Linked DNA regions of Gossypium arboreum: all the other regions are linked to region 2. A link is a contact called in public Hi-C data. All regions are on one chromosome and are shown on one strand. The core of a region is the stretch at or near the end of the contact, and the rest is flanking DNA. Distances in the headings are between cores, read along the strand shown. Region 1 holds the start of LOC108486530 (histone-lysine N-methyltransferase ASHH1). Region 2 holds the start of LOC108484590. Region 3 holds the start of LOC108486265 (putative serine/threonine-protein kinase).

Region 1 (3,665 bases), core at 1,104-3,603, 960 kb after region 2:
TCTTTTTTTGGCCAGAAAAAGTAACAATTCTATCAAAATTCTAGTTCACCTTGATTTTCATAAGCTTGAGATCTTCGCTTTGCTTCTTTCCAAGATATTACTTCTCCACAGTACTCAACAATAAATTGTCCAGCCTGCTCAATGTGAAAGCAGATCAGCATAAGCAAAGCAAGGATTGAAACAGAGAATGATTGAACAAAATAATTGATGCCAGATCCTGAGATTGATCCCAAAGATTAATGCCGAGTATTGGTTGCCAAATGTTACCTTTATATATTCAGCAGCAAGCAGACCCCAACCACGACCCTCTGTTTTAAACAACGTAACTCTAGCATATTGGCATTTCTGAAATTTCTTTCAGAAAGGAATATAAATATAGTGCATTAACCGAAATGTGTTAGTCTCATACCAGAAGAAACTGTTTGTCTCTTATAATCAGTATCTTCAAGCAAAGCAAATAAATAATGAAACAGGTCTTCAAAGAAAATAAATAATGAAACAGGTCTTCCCTAATATTTAATGGAAACTCAAATGTTTCTAGAACATTCTAGGAATAATTAGTTCTACACTCAACAGCATAAAAACTCTTGTTCTGTATTTACCCGTTAGTGAAGTTTCAAGACATAATTAGTCCATCATAAGCAAGCAAAAGAACTTAAATGTACCGCATTTCTATTCATTGATAGATATACCAAGCTAGGGTGAGCAATCGGCGAAGTTGGTGGGTTCAATAAGTTTGGTTGGATAAGTTGGTTAACTGATTTTTTTTTTTTACAAAAGGTTTTTTCATCTTCCTTGTTCTTTTAAAGTTATTGGATTTATAATAAATTTGGATTGGATTGGGTTGGTTTTGTAAATTGGATCTGGTTTAACTTCATTATATATTATATATTTATGATATCATAAATATATTTAAAATAAATAATATATATTAAGTCGGTCAGTTTGGTTGTGAAATTCAACAATTGATAACCGACTGACTAAACCATTTTAACCAAAGCCTTAACCAACTTAATCAATAAACCAGCTTTGATGGGTCAGTTATGTTGATTATAACTGATTCCTGCTAGCCCCTAGACCAAGCTGAAGAGAAAGTTAGTATAAAATATAGGTTCTACTTCAAAAAAAAGTACCCTTTTTCTATAAACAGCACATGGAACCTGGAAGCAATGAAATAGAATTGAAATGACTTGAAGGAAAGTTGAAATTTCAAGTAAAGATAATTAGAAAAATTGCAATTAGCTTCTTATGAAATGTCAAGCACAATTGAACCAAATAAACTAGATACAGTAAGTAATTAGTTCCCGTTAGAGTCAAATATTCAGCTCTACACAAATTATACCGAAAGCTAGTAACATTCAACAAAAGGAACATAAAGACCAGGAAGAAAAAAACAATTATCATGTGTAAAATGAACACACTTATATTACAGATTCACAGAGACATGTCAAAGCAATGGGATTAATCAACAGACCTACCATACATAAATCCACATAGGAAAACGCACATACAACAAGCACAAGCACATAACCTCGTAGAACCATACCCCCAGTCCACCTTGAAGCACACTCATGCCAAACAGTCTTTACCTGATTCTTGCAGTAAACACCGCAAGGACAATAACCGGGTGTACATTCTGTGCTTGTTAGTACATTCAAGCACCTCTCTCCACATGTACTATCAGGATCACTAAAGTCAAATTTGCACTCGCATATAGCAATATCTTCCTCTTTTTGCTTTTTATGTCTGCAAAAGAATGCAATTTTGGATAGCAATTAGGTTATCCTTGCGTAAATTAAAGCAAAGCAGTACCCAAAAAAAAGGCTCCAGAATGCATAAAATTGCTGCATTCCAAATAATTGAAACTGAAAACACCAAAGCAGCTACGAGCAACATGAGGTTAGTTTAAAAAGATTATGATCAAAAAAATATCTTACTTTCGATATGAGAATTCGTTTTGAAAAATGTGTTCATATTGAGGAAGGTCTTCATTCTCAGGATCCTTTAACAAAACAATATAATGCTGTAATAAAAATTCTATAAAACCAGCACCTCTAGGAAAATAATCATAACCATAATCATAATAATACCATTGGAGAGCTTCGTTACCCGGACTCGGCAATTTGGGGTGCAGTACCTGTGTCAACACGGATTCCGACACGGGATACGGGTCAGATCCGGCAAAAACCAGCGGACGGCGGTGGGTGAGAACTGAGATAAGAAGAGAAGAAAACTGATTAGCGGACTATTTGAACAAAAAATTAGGGAGTGGATAAACTACTCAGTCGGTCGCCCAATTTTAGTGCGTTCACATTTTGGTCACTTAAAAAGAAATCTTTACAATTTAGTCACTCAATGTTTAGACCAATTTTATTTTAATCACCCAAACATAAAGCTGGCAAAACAAGCCTGAGACCAAAAGTCCGCCCATGTCGATCCAAGCCCATAACAATCTGAACCTGAGAAAGTTGAGTTTGTAACAGATCTAAGCTCGAGAAAAGCCTGAACTTAAGATAAATTTAACCTAAAGCTTAAAAAAATTTAAATTTTATAACTGAACAGCCATAATATGCATTAATTAATATACATTTACGATATTTTTAAAATAAAATTAAATAAATAATAATTTTTATTTTATGAAAATGTATTCATAACTATTGCATATTTATATTAAATTTTGATTAATGGGAAAATTAATTAATAATAAATTTTATGTTAAATTATGAAGTGAAACAAATTTTAAAAACAATAATTTAATATAAAATATTTTAATACTATAATTATATATTTATAATAAATATATAAAAGTAATAATTATTAAAATCTATAAAATTTAATTTTAATGATAATATAAAAATATAATGACAGAATATATTAAATAATAATACAATAACTTGTGTTATACTTATCACAAATGACTAAACATGAATTACTATATGATATTAATAATATTACTGATAAATTTAATTTTAAACCATATGTATTTTAATAAAATTATCTACAATAACATAAATTAGAAAATTTAGAAGTTGTTTAATAATTAAAAGAAAAATAAAATATCCAAATAGAATATATTAATAAAACTATTTTGAAATTCATAAAGTTTTATAAAGTCATACTAATATGTAAATACGATTCTTAATATAATTACATAAAATTAAGTTATCTTTAAGTCCAACTCCCAAGTTTCAAATACGGGCAACATCCAAAATTTCAACCTATAATCACAATGAAAAATTCAAAGTTTTGTAAATGATTTTTTTTTAATTTGTATCAAGATTAAAAAATTTCAAAAGTAAAATATCTAATTGCAGTTGATTCTACATGCTACATCATATTTTCAATTTTATTTTGTTTCCTTAATTTCTAGATTACTTTTATTTTGGTCATACAAAAATTTCTTTTTTAAGTACTAGTCAAGGTAAAAATATTAATGATTAAAGTGAAAAAGCTATAAAAATTAAAATAATATATTAAAAATGTTAAATTGTACTTGTTTGCCCTCTTGTCAAAGTTTTATTTTTCAATATTAAAATTTTAAATTTCAAAATATCTAAATCAATTAAATAGCTTGTTGAAAATTTTTATCTCTTAATATTGTCACCGATTTGTTATTATAATATTAAAATTAATTAAATTAGTTAATTTAGTCTCCTTCTAAAATT
Region 2 (3,652 bases), core at 14-2,513:
CATTACTAATATATCACATGCATTTTCATGATTACTTTTTAACTTTTAAGTAACAATAATTCAGGACAGCTCACACTTATTTTCAATGCTTCTACTGTTGTTGCACTATTAAGGAGGCTGTTCAACTAAGGATTTGCATCTCCCCTCACCTAGCTATCTATACTAGGAGCAATAGTCTCTGTTGTTCTTAGAGTCTTACTGGATAAGTTCTGTTGTTTTGATGTTGGATGTTGATGATTTTCTATTTTCTATATTTTGGTACTTGCTGATGTTGTTGTTGCTGCTATTCCACTAAGAAAGAAGAGATAAAGAATCATCCTAATTCATTGATTAGAACCAACAAAACCTATTATTATCATCAACTCCCTTTTACACTGCTGCAAATATCTCAGCCAAGCCAATAAAGAACCTAACCTAAGAATCTTGGATTGGACCCATATGATTCTTTCCCTTGTTTGACGCAGCCGAAGGAAAAAGCTTTAAAATGATACCCTAAAAGTTAAATAACCAAGCAAACAAATTCAAGTGCTCAATTTTTGGCTAAAACAAAGAAAATGCTCAGAACCCAAAATCATTAAAAAGGAAATAAGGGAAAAAAAGACGTGCCTGAAAGAAAGAAAAGTTGTTGTCCTAGAAGCCCAGGGCCTGAATGTACCCAAGCAAAGGTTAAGGTGAGGCATACAAGCTTCAACAAGTAAAGGAGGAGAGAAAGACGAGCCACAACAAAGCATAAATTTCTTTTGGCTCAGGGTAGTAATAGCAGCTGCAGCAGTGCAGGTGAGAGATCTGTATCCTCCCTTCCCCCAACAGCTATAGCAGCTGCCGGTTGACAAGTCATCCAGATCAGATGGTTGACACCCTTTCTGTGGTCCCCATAGTCATGACATGACATGGCAAAACCCTATTGGACAGTTTTGCTGTAGATTCCATGATCAAGATCCTTTTAAGTTCAATTTGTCACGTGACCTTGCATCTTACAGGTGGCAAAATGCATTGGTTTACTCATTGCAGTAGCAACACTTGAGCTTTCAAGTTTCAACTATTTGTCTCCCGCCTTAAACAGTTATGATAAACACATTTGGCAATTCCATGAATGGGGGTTTCAAGTTTCACTTTTTTTGTCTCAATAAGCGGAGAAAGCGAGACAAAAAGGACTTCCAAAAGGAAATATTCGAATGAAACAAAAAAAGAAAAAGAAAAGAAGAGATCCTTTTGGTTTCACCCATACAGCAAACTTCCAACAATGCCGGCTTAGGACGGCCATTTTTGTCACCTTCTTCTTCTTCTATTTCCTTCTTTTCCTTCTTTAAACTCTTCCAAGTGTCATCTTTCCCCTTTTTATTCTCTTCTTCTTGGCCTTTTCTCTACTTTGTTTCTCATTATTAAACCATCAAGAAGGAGAAGCCTTTTTGGTTGCTGAAACAAAGAAATGGGTTGTGTTCAAGGCAAGAACCCAATGAAATCACCACCTAGGGGCTTAGAGAAGCTAAAAATGGAAAATGGGTATAAAGGAAAAGGAGCATTTGCGGCTCATAGAAGGTCGACTGGTCAGAGGTATGCTGATCCAGATCGGGTTCATAAACCTGAACCGCCAAAACAGCTTAATGGATTTGGTAGTGCTGATGGTGTTGTGACCGGTAAAGAAAAAGAGAGTAGCAATGAAACTGTTGAAAGGAGAAATGTTTTGGTTGCTGGAGATGAAATGGTTGACGGATGGCCTAAATGGCTAATTGACAATATCCCTAAAGAGGTTTTCGCTGGTTTGGTTCCAAAAAGTGCCGAGTCGTATGATAAGCTTGATAAGGTAAATCCCTGAGTCTGAACTTCGATGTTACATCTAATTTCTCTGGTAACAATGGCTGGCTGACTATCAAATAACTGTAACAAGTCGAATTTGGATTTTCAATAACTTGTTTACAATCTGAAAACGTATGTTCTTTTGTTTAATATGAAATTCCTTGGCTGACATCGTTTGGTTGCAAAGAAAGTGATGGAAAGAAAAAGCAATCAATACTATCTTTGATGCTATCCTTCTCTGCTCCAACCTTGGTGAGAATGTTGAACAATCTCAACTTGACAAGGCCAAGTTGGTTGTATTAGGATCATCTGAGTTGCTCTCATTATTATTATTATTATGATCATCATTATCGTCTTTGATTCCGTGAGTAACTGATGCAACTTAAAACATTATAAACTTGTATGGTAAGAAATGCAAATGATGTAAAATTTCTTTATGTTGTTTGGTTATAGATAGGCCAGGGTACCTACAGCAATGTGTATAAAGCTCGAGATAAGGTAACTGGAAAGATAGTTGCCTTGAAGAAGGTCCGTTTTGACACATCAGAACCTGAGAGTGTGAAATTTATGGCACGAGAGATAATGATATTACAGAAGTTGGATCATCCCAATGTAGTGAAGCTTGAGGGATTGGCAACATCAAGAATGCAATACAGTCTTTATCTGGTTTTTGACTTCATGCATTCGGATCTGGCAAGAATCATGTCTCGTCCTGAGGAAAGGCTTACTGAGCCACAGGTTGGATTTCTTTGCCTCTTTACTCATTCTGGGACTTCAGGAATTGGAGACACTAGTTCAATCAGTTTCTGTCTTGAATCCTTGGTGCAGATAAAATGTTACATGCATCAGCTGCTTTCGGGTTTGCAACACTGCCACGAGAGGGGCATTTTACATCGGGATATTAAAGGATCAAATTTGCTGATTGACAAAAGCGGGATGCTAAAGATTGCTGACTTTGGGCTTGCAAATTATTTTTCTCCAAACCGGAAATGTCCTCTCACAAGCCGAGTTGTGACACTATGGTATAGAGCCCCTGAGCTGTTGTTAGGTTCAACAGATTATGGAGTTGGAATTGATCTTTGGAGTGCTGGATGCCTTTTGGGTGAGATGTTTGCAGGGAGGCCAATCATGCCAGGTAGAACAGAGGTAAGGCGTTCTAATATTCTTCACTAATCTGTATAATTCTTGGTGTTACTAGTTTCTCATATTAGAATTTGTTTTGGCGCATCCAGGTTGAGCAACTTCACAAGATTTTCAAGTTGTGCGGTACTCCATCAGAGGCATATTGGAAAAAGTTGAGGCTGTCAACAACTTTCCGACCTCCACAATCATACAAACCTAGTTTAGCGGATGCTTTCAGGAACTTTCCTCAGTCTTCCTTGGGTCTTTTAAGCACCCTTCTTGCTTTAGATCCTGCATATCGTGGTTCTGCATCTTCAGCGCTTCAAAATGAAGTATGAATTGGAAACTTATTTAGTACCATTCTATTTTTCTTTTTCTTTCTCTTCCGATGAAAAGGATGGCCTTTGAATCTTTACTCATCTTTATTTTCGTATTGTATCTAACTTTGTTAGTTTCATTCCATCAGTGCATTGTGACTAACAACACTTGTCGAAATCAGTCTTCAGTATGCAGAAGTTCCTTCTTTCAATGTTGGAAAATAATGATATTACTTTTTCTGCTTCTTTTATATGGTAGAATTGCCAATTCAAAAAATTTATAGACCTAATGATTTATCAATGGTTAATCAGTGTTGATGATTAAGTTTAACAAAAGTTTGATGTGTTAAAGGAGCCAATGACTCATGCATTCACTCTCTGTTTTAGCCTTAAGAAACACATATGAATTGACTTTG
Region 3 (3,721 bases), core at 712-3,211, 530 kb after region 2:
TTGTAGCAGCTGGAAATAAGGAATCAAGTCAACATATTTTTAAAAAAGCATTGTAGAAATGGCTAGCTAAAGATTTATAGGTTAGTTTCAATGAATAAGTATTAGTGCAATTCAGAGTTCGTATTTAGCATCCTTACCATGAATAATTTATGATACGAGGAGGCTTCCCTTGTTTATTGGAGAATTCAGTGCCAATTTAGAAGTAAAATGCAAAAGCAACCCTTACCGGCAAAGTAAATAAAGATGGCAAACTGAACCTCTGCAACAAAGTCGATAAAAAAAGGGTTAGATTTTGTTGTTTCACTCATGAAGTCAAAGATAAATACGTAATGCCATGTGCAATGGTTAAAATGTAAATTTCACTATAAAATGCAGATTTACAAACATCAACTACGAAGTTGTCCACTCCATATATAAATATATAAATATATTGCCTAAATGTTTATAAGCTACTTACAGTATTTCACATGATAGCAAAAATAATACATTCTTATAAAGGGAAAATATTACCAAGACAATCATCATTTTCCCCATTGCAAGTTCATGAAGAAATTCGACTCAACAGCTCAACAACTTGGCTCATGACAGGCCTTTCTTTGGAAAGTTCATTTGTACACATACATGCAATTCGGAAATACTCCTTAACCTCATCCTCGATTAACTCTTTATTTGGGATCTTTTGATATATCATTTCGATTTGTCGATTTTGGGCCACCATTTTTCTAGCCCACTCCACTAGTCCCATATCTTTCCCCTCGAACCTCACCGGCCAATTGGGACGATTTTGGGTGGCAATCTCGATCATTAATATCCCGAAACTATAAACATCGGCCATCACTGTCGCAGCAGTGTTTCCTTCACGGTACTCGGGCGGCATGTATCCCATAGTCCCAGCGACTTGTGTGGATACGTGGGAATGGGCCTCTTTGACTTGCCGAGCGAGTCCGAAATCAGCGATATGGGGCTCAAAATCGCTATCCAGCAAGACATTGCTAGCCTTGATATCTCTGTGGATAATGGGCGTATCAAGGCCATGTAAATATGCCAGACCATTAGCTATCCCATTCACTATCTTCTTCCTCGTATCCCAAGATAACGTTAAACGGCCAATCGTGTTTTCTTGTTCCTCATCGTACAACCATTGGTCCAAGCTTCCTCTCTCAATGAATTCATATATCAAAACCCGATCCACACCCGAAGAACAGAACCCGAGGATCTTGATGATGTTGTCGTGACGCAGCTTGCCTAGGGTTTCCATCTCAGCTCGGAACTCCCGGAGCCCCTGAAAGGCATTTGGGTCGAGTTTTTTAATTGCGACGGTGACACCGTAAGAGAGGGTAGCTTTGTAAACTATTCCGAAGCTACCGTCGCCAATGATGAGGTCGGAGGAGAAGTTCTTCGTGGCGGAAGCTAGTTCCGCCATGTCAAGACGTTTGAGAGAGGGGTCGAAGGCGGCGCTGTCGCATGTGGTGAGATCGGGAGGATTAGGGGCGGGTTGGGTTCGGTTTAAGGACCGGGTTTGAGGAGGGTTTGGGCGGGTGGACTTTTTAGTTGATTTGCAGATTAAGATGAGGAAAGCTAAGACTATAGAGACTAAAAAGAAGCTTAAGATTGCTGCAATAACTGCTTGAAGACTTCGATCCATTTAGCGAAGAAGAAAAGAACTGCTATGAGATTAGATGAAAAAAGGAAGAGCGAAGGGAAGGAGAAGAAGAAAGCGACCGTCCGGTTTTGTTTTTCAATGATTGATGGGAGAGGGGAGGATTGGGTCGTGGAAATTGTGGACGAATCAACGGTAGCGAGAGGAAGAATACAGTGGGGTTGATCTTAGGATAAGAAAAAACTGTCAGACTTCAAAATTAGCCTCACTCATTTTCCTTTTTGGGTCCCATTTTTATTTTTCCATCGAGTAGGTTTGTTTTGAAATTGTAGGTTAATTTTTTTATAATGGCAAAAAACTTCTTTCTCTACTTTGGAGTTTATTCTAATGTCTAAGTTGGTTTGGTAACTAAAGTATTTTTCTCTTAATTATTACCATACTTTACTGAAATTTTCGTGAGGTGGAATGCGAGCTAACGGGGTGAAAATATGTAGCAATTTTTTTGACTAAAAGTTTAAACATCTCTTGACGATAATTCCAAATGTTCTTTTACTAAAACTAAACTAAAAAAAAATTACATTTGAATAAATTAATACCAAACCTTGTTATCAAAATAAAGATAAAATACAAAACCCTTTTGCTAGCTTCATTTTCTTAATATTTCCACTAAAACATACTCATTCAAGTTCTTTTTATTTTTTATTTATAGAATATTCAAGGTCTAGAAGTGAATAATCTACCCTCATGGCTTCTCTGCATCTTTTCTCCTTAAACCACCCAAAGTTTACCCTACATTTTGCTACATTTCAATTTAGTCTCTTAACAAAATACAACTTGAATCAGAATCCAATAATCTTTACTTCCAAAAGGGCATCGAATGCTTAACATCCTTGTCGAGTTTAACCTCACCGCTGGAGGAAACTTTAGCTTCAGAACAAGAGGATGAGTGATCACTTCTCCAAATCTAAGTTCAAACTTTAGTTTTAGTTCTAGGTTCACAATAAAAAACACAAAATCATGGAATGAAAAGATTAAAATTGTAACAACCTTAGTTTGCTCTTTTTCCAACTTGATGTTCAAACTATATGTTTGGAAAGTATGTTCAAACAAATGTTTGAACAAAACATAGGTAGTATGCAAAGAAGGGAAGGAGAGAAGTAAACAAAAGAGATTTATTAACACAGTTTAAATTTACCAATCTTACTTTACGAAGCATTGCTCAATGAATGATTTTATTCAATAATTGATCTAACTACCTATTGGCTAAAGCCAAATCTACCCTTACACAAGAAGCAATTACAACCCCAATAGATAGACGCAACTTGTCATAAATCACTCACCCAAAACATTACTTACACTCAAATTCAACACTAAAAAAATAATGCTTATGAAACGAGTGGAAAAAAAACAATGAAAGTCAATAGTATATAAACTAACAAAATCAACACAAGCACTCTCCGAAAGATGGATCTATTCATGCAAATAAGCTGCCTATTTATTGGCTCAATATGCAAGCCTAACTTATCAGTACAAGTAGAGATAAACATATCGTTGTGATGAGAAGTCTTCCCACGTCTCGATGACGCGGCAAAGGCAGGCCAAAACATGGTTAATTCCTTGGACGACACTCTTGGGAAATTTCCTTACTTGGACCCCAAGCATATATCAGAATATTACATTAATTAGAACCCCAAAGTTATCGAGGTTAAATGGTCACCAAGTAACCCGTAGCCTATATAAGTCACCTTAGGGTCATTGGGATTGATATATAGATTTAGACAAACAATTTTTACTATTTAGTTTTCTTTGTATTTTATTTTTATGTTCGCTTAGTCAGAAGTTTTCTATTCTATTGTAAAGATAATTGCAAGTGGAGATTACTCCATAATTACGCCTTAATATATTATCAATGAACATTCTCTCTACTCTTATATTTCATTATTTTATTTATACTTAGTTAACCGGATCAATTAATTGTAGTATGAATATTAGAATAATTTCTCGCGTTTCATTCATTCCTCGCATGATTCATTTATTGAATTGATTAATTAATTAATTCGATTAATTAACAAAAAGAATACGAGTTCATCATAGAATTAGTTGATATAAATTATGTGTTCT

What was found. Hi-C and Micro-C count contacts between places; a contact is called where the count stands out from the background.
Region 1: a Hi-C map of leaf shows a contact between it and region 2, with 3 times the contacts expected there. The contact joins the promoter of LOC108486530 here to the promoter of LOC108484590 in region 2. A contact is called at or near these places in 2 of 5 Hi-C or Micro-C datasets (both in leaf).
Region 3: a Hi-C map of leaf shows a contact between it and region 2, with 2.5 times the contacts expected there. The contact joins the promoter of LOC108486265 here to the promoter of LOC108484590 in region 2. A contact is called at or near these places in 2 of 5 Hi-C or Micro-C datasets (both in leaf).

What each region holds. Positions count from the first base shown.
Region 1 is chr6:82,680,926-82,684,590 of ASM2569848v2, forward strand. LOC108486530 (histone-lysine N-methyltransferase ASHH1) reads right to left here and starts at 2,354. Exons shown (of 10, transcript XM_017790634.2): 1 at 2,091-2,354; 2 at 1,938-2,002; 3 at 1,590-1,746; 4 at 268-345; 5 at 50-134. The coding sequence starts at 2,093.
Region 2 is chr6:81,725,660-81,729,311 of ASM2569848v2, forward strand. LOC108484590 reads right to left here and starts at 1,264. Exons shown (of 3, transcript XM_053029331.1): 1 at 1,229-1,264; 2 at 607-863. The coding sequence starts at 1,264. It overlaps LOC108485834 (probable serine/threonine-protein kinase At1g54610), which reads left to right and starts at 915. Exons shown (of 7, transcript XM_017789682.2): 1 at 915-1,804; 2 at 2,251-2,535; 3 at 2,626-2,943; 4 at 3,030-3,251. The coding sequence starts at 1,430.
Region 3 is chr6:82,258,959-82,262,679 of ASM2569848v2, forward strand. LOC108486265 (putative serine/threonine-protein kinase) reads right to left here and starts at 1,962. Exons shown (of 4, transcript XM_053029603.1): 1 at 511-1,962; 2 at 227-259. The coding sequence starts at 1,645. The coding sequence ends at 542.